Linked DNA regions of Rattus norvegicus: region 2 is linked to region 1. Evidence: chromatin contacts called from public Hi-C data. All regions are on one chromosome and are shown on one strand. Each heading gives the region's core, a stretch centred on a gene start, on an enhancer-like site or on the middle of the called end of the contact. The rest is flanking DNA. Distances are from core to core; before and after follow the strand shown. Region 1 overlaps Ctr9 (CTR9 homolog, Paf1/RNA polymerase II complex component). Region 2 holds the start of Eif4g2 (eukaryotic translation initiation factor 4, gamma 2).

The links. A called contact is a pair of places that touch in the nucleus more often than the background predicts.
Region 2: a contact with region 1 is called in a Hi-C map of Schwann cells, with 1.8 times the contacts expected there. The contact joins the promoter of Eif4g2 here to the enhancer-like site in region 1. A contact is called at or near these places in 5 of 12 Hi-C or Micro-C datasets (Schwann cells, hepatocytes, kidney and 1 more).

What each region holds. Positions count from the first base shown.
Region 1 is chr1:174,588,095-174,590,621 of GRCr8, reverse strand. Ctr9 (CTR9 homolog, Paf1/RNA polymerase II complex component) reads right to left here. Exons shown (of 25, transcript NM_001100661.1): 8 at 2,224-2,331; 9 at 1,885-2,121; 10 at 1,623-1,712; 11 at 1,389-1,517; 12 at 1,118-1,301. Among named protein-coding and RNA genes, the nearest start is that of Ctr9, 17 kb to the right of the region's middle. Within about 2 kb of position 1,266, at least 39 of the 93 cell types and tissues checked have an H3K27ac peak or open chromatin away from gene starts, as enhancers often do. A contact at or near this core is called in Schwann cells, where this site is marked.
Region 2 is chr1:174,626,995-174,629,521 of GRCr8, reverse strand. Eif4g2 (eukaryotic translation initiation factor 4, gamma 2) reads left to right here and starts at 1,270. Exons shown (of 22, transcript NM_001017374.2): 1 at 1,270-1,484.

The sequences.
Region 1 (2,527 bases), core at 17-2,516:
ATTTTGAGACAGGGTCTTACTAGCTTTGGCTGGCCTGTAGACCAGGATGGCCTGGAACTCAAGAGAGTCCCCTGCTTTTGCCTCTGGAGTGCTGGGATTACAGATATGTGGCTGGGATCATTATACAGTACAATAAGGCTCACCGCACACACATACTGATACCCTACAGTCAAGCTGCTCTCTGAGACTACCCAGCCACTGACAGTACTAGGATTATGTACATCCTGGGCTGGGTGGAGTAGAGAAGCATGTGTGAGGTCTTATTACACACTCAGGATGGCCCACAATTTGAAATTTAGGAATTACATATAGAACTTTTCATATAATGCCGCGAGAGTAGAGTACAGGCAAATGGAGCTATAGAGAGTGAAACCCTGGAAGAGAAGGAACTGCTACAGAGACATAGGGTAATTTTAAAATGCCAATATTTACAGTGCCTCGGTTGTAAAAACTCAAATAGGACATTTCAGTAATAGTGTTTCAAGAAAAAAACCACTAATCAAGAAAGAGCACTTACAGACTGCACCTAGTAGTAAAGCTCACCAGGGAGTAGCTCAGCAGCTGACTATCACTAAATATGGCTCAAGTGACTTTTGTTGATCCTTGTATTTTCCAGCATAAATAAATGAAACGGCAATTTTAATTTTATTCATCTGCTTCTTTTAAATGTGTATTGATGTTTTGCCTGCATGAAGGTCTGTGAGGGAGTCAGGTCCCTTGGAACTGGAGTTACAGACCGTTGTGAGCTGCTATGTGGGCGCCAGGAGTTGAACCTGGATCCTCTGGAAGAACGGCCAGGGCTCTTAACTGCTGAGCCATCTCCTCAGCCCCTTATTTCAGTTTCTGAGACAGGGACTCACATACAGCCAAGGTGTCAAACCTGCCAGGTAGGGAGGCTGGCCTTGAACTCCTGATCCGTTCTCTTCTACCTCTCGAGTACTAGGATTACAGATGAGTGCTACCACTCCAGGCTGCATCTTTAACAAAGACTTTCTTTCCTAAATAAGTTTTTGATGTTATTATGGGAATTTAGGAATTTTATCACATACACATACACACACAGAGAGAGAGAGAGAGAGAGAGAGAGAGAGAGAGAGAGAGCGCCTAAAAATCTTACAATCAACATAGTTAGGATGCTCTCGTAAAATGTTTTTGTACAGTTTCTCTGCTTCATGAAATTCACACATGGCCTCGTAGAGCCTGGCTAAATTGTAGGATGTGGTGACAGAGATGGCATTGTAATAGTGTTCATCATGCTCCGCCTCTGCCTTTGCTCGGTCCAGTGAGGCCAGGAAGTACTTCTGTGAGGAAGAAAAGGCACTGTGTTACTGGATACAGCTGAGCAAGTGCCTGCAGCACAGAGAAGAGGAAGGCTTCAGTTTCCTCACCTTTGCTTCGCCTAGGTTTCCAAGTCTAAAATGGAGGGCCCCAACATTATTCAAAATCTCAGGCGGGACATCGGCCTGCACCTTCTCCTGCAGGATTCGTGTTGCCGTTCCATAGGCTGAAAGGGCACCCTGCATTTTTACAGTGGACAGAGTAAGAGTTACTCACAGATCAAAGAGAAACACCCCAGCCTACTAAAACACATTGCTTAGGATAGGAAGAGCAGACATTGATACCTGTATGTCAGTCTGTTCTAAGATCTGGGCCAACTCAATCCAAGCTTCCACGTCATCAGGATACTGTTCTGTAACCTTCTTCAAATGGCCCTGGGATAAATGAGATCATTAAAATAACACTGTCAAAGTAAACAACAACAATAAACATGGCTACCGTAACCTGCTTAAGAAGCCAAAGGTTTGGCACTCAGCTAACCAAACACTGCTCACAGCTGCACCAGCCACAGCTGGAGTCTCAGGGTGTCTAAGACTGAGAACACACCTTGGCTATGTCTCTTTTCTCCTGATCTTCTGAAGCAGCATAGAGAGAGCCAAGAATTTTCATAGTTTCATAATTGTTCGGATAAGCTTTCAAAACTTTCTCGAAACACTGAGATGCATTTTCTTTGTCACCTCGATAAATATACATTTGTCCCAAACCAAAAAATGGTAGGACAAAAGAAGATGAAGCAAACTGTGTGGCTTGATAGTAGTACTGAAAGGCCTGGTCATAATCTTCCTGAGAAACGAGAGTAAAACAAGACCAACAACATGTCAAATGGCCAGAAGCCTGAAACCCTGTAAGGAAAAGGACTACTTAGAAAGGTGCTAATGGTCTCACCTGAACATGGAAGGACCGAGCCAGCTGGTAACAGCTCTCTGCTTGCATGGCCTCCACCTCTGTGTTGTGGAACGCGTGGAGAGCCAGGTGCTGCACTTTACTATAATCCTGAATTTGACACCAGAAATGACAGTTGAGTGATGTCAGAAGGTTGCTTGAATAGTAGCTCACTTTAATTGGCAACATTTCGTTTAGCGTAAGGCTTATTTTCATCTTCTCCCTAAGTAGCTGAGCTTTACCACTGTAACAGCTATAACCTTAGTGAATAATCACCACAATAATCATAACTGCTACAAGGAAAGCA
Region 2 (2,527 bases), core at 21-2,520, 39 kb before region 1:
AAAAATGCTTTTTACAGTTTTTAGTTTAAGTGAAAGTTTATTTAAAAGCATTAATTCTAAGACAAAGATCTAAGGATGCTAGAATTATAACTCTTCAAAGCCACTCTTATCCGACTTAAGGAAAGTACAATTCTCTGCTGGAAATTCTATTTAAGGACTAGGTCTTTCAACACCAAGACATGTCAAATTACATTTGGGTCTTTGAAAGCCCAGCTCTTGGGGGATGAATTCTAAATCATGACTGTTAAAAACACACGTGCTTTTAGTTTAGTCACCCATTTTATAAAAAAAAAAAAAAAAAATGCATGCTTAACAGAGAAGGGGCGTTTCTAGTTTACATACCTTCATTTTTTTTTTCTTATTTTTTTTTTTCGGAGCTGGGGACCGAACCCAGGGCCTTGCGCTTGCTAAACCACTGAGCTAAATCCCCAACCCCACATACCTTCATTTTTGGAAATACATACCACCTTTTTAAAATACCACCTGGAAGTATAGTTTGAAATCCTTCATTTTCCTATATAGCCCTTAAGTAAAATGAACACTGCGCTGCCCATCTTTAACGTCTGTTAAAAATGAAGGAAAAACTTAATGAGTTTGCAATTTTAAATCTTCCACATGCCCGCGCTCTGCAAACCCTTCTCAAGCCAGCCTAGCATATTATGGGTCAAGCTCGGTGACAGTAGGCCAAGCATTCTGAGGAAAAGCTGCCTGTAGCCTGGGGTACAAAGCCCTGCCTTTGATCCTTTTCTCGTTACTCTGCAGATGGAGGACCAACAAACAGAACGCTCTCCTATCGATGGGCACTTCAGCAAAGCTCCCAGACGCCTGACAGAGGCCAGGCCGCGAGGCCATGCGGAGCTCTCGGGACGCCAGGCCCGGGCGGGTCAGGGAGGAGAGGCGGAGAGGCTCTTCTAGGCAAGCATGATACTCGGACTCCGGAACAAAGCGCCGGCCCAGGAAGACCAGGCGGCCGGGCGACGCACACTCACAGGACTCCGGGCGCAACGCAAGAGTCCCGCAGCTCACCAGCCCGCCGCCCTTACGCCACTGGCTTGGCCCCAGAGCCTTCGCGAATATGGCTTTGCGCACTGCGGCGGGGCTGCGCCGCAACCTAGCTTGCCCGCTGGCTCCTCCCCGCCGCCCTGCGCGGATTGGTAGCGGACGGAAGCCCGGCTGCTGATTGGATAGCGAAGGAGCCACTCGGGGAGGCTCTGGTGGGTCGGCCGCCGCAGAGTGATAAGTTCGGCTTCAGACACGCCTCAGCGCCAGCAGCGAGCCGGAGCTCTATGGAGGTGGCGGCGGGTACCAGGTGGTGGCTGCAGCAGCTACTCCTCTGAGCTGAGTTTCAAGCCGTCCCCGTCTCCTTCCTCCCCCTTCCCTCCCCCTTTTTTGTTTTCCGTTCCCCTTCCCCCTCCCTTCCCCGTCCCCGACGACCGGATCCAGAGGAGGCAGCTGCGGTAGCAGCTGCTGAGTTCTCGGTGAAGGTGAGTGGAGTCGCCGCCGCCGCCGCCGAGCGGAGCCCTCTAAGATGGCCGCCGCCCCTGGCCGCTTCTTGTCGAGTGGAACAAAATGGCGGCCGCAGGCGGAGCCGGGCGGGGCGGCCTTTCCTCTGCCTTTGGGCTACTTAGAAATCTATGGCTTCTGCTCTCCTTCCCGTGCCAACCAAAGAGCTAGGCTGGCGTGAGGTCTAGTGGCGGGCGCAGACGGGATCCTGACGTGGGATCCGGGAACAGCGTGCGAGCGTGGCAGGCCTCGCGCCTCGGCGGGAGGGACGCGGCCCGCGGCAGGGCCCGGCCGTTGGCGCGGGACCAGCGAGGCGGACGAGTCCGGAGCCCGGCCTCCCGGCGGGGAGGAGGTGTGTGGGCCCTATTGCGGGATGCCCCACTCAGGCGAAGCGGAGAGCGAATCTCAGTCCCTTTGTAGGCCATGGCAGCCGAGGCGCTGTCAGCCGGGGGGATTTATGGTGGAGGCGACGGGTGGGCAGGAGGCGGCCTTCCTGCGGGAGAACAAAGGGCCAGCCCGGAGGGGGCGCCTCCCGCCCAGTCCTGGGCCCTCGCTAGTCGCCGGTCGGAAGCTGAGCCAGACAGGGCCTGGGGGAGGAACTCGCTGCTCTTTTGTTCGCGCAGAGTGGGGCGGAGGTGCCTGCTGCCATGTTGTGGCCCCGGTCTTCCGGCGGCTTTCCACACGCGCCCTATGTAAAGAGGGGTTATAAGGACGAGCGAAGGAGAAGGCTGCCCAACACCGGGTAATGAGACTTCTGACCGGCCTGTCACCACCCCGGCCCCCCATATTAGTACAGCAGACATTTCCCTATAGCACCACCAGTGTTGGTAGCGTTTTGTTAAATTTTAAAGGCCTCATACATAATATGGCTGCGTCCTAGGCAGTATCCAGATTTTTTTTCCTTTTTCTACAAAAACTTCTTTGCATCCTTGAATACTAAGGGAATCCACGTGGCTAAACAAGATTTTACTGTGTATTTGTGGTTTTTGACTTCGTTCTGTTTTAGTCTTCTGAGGGCTGCAAT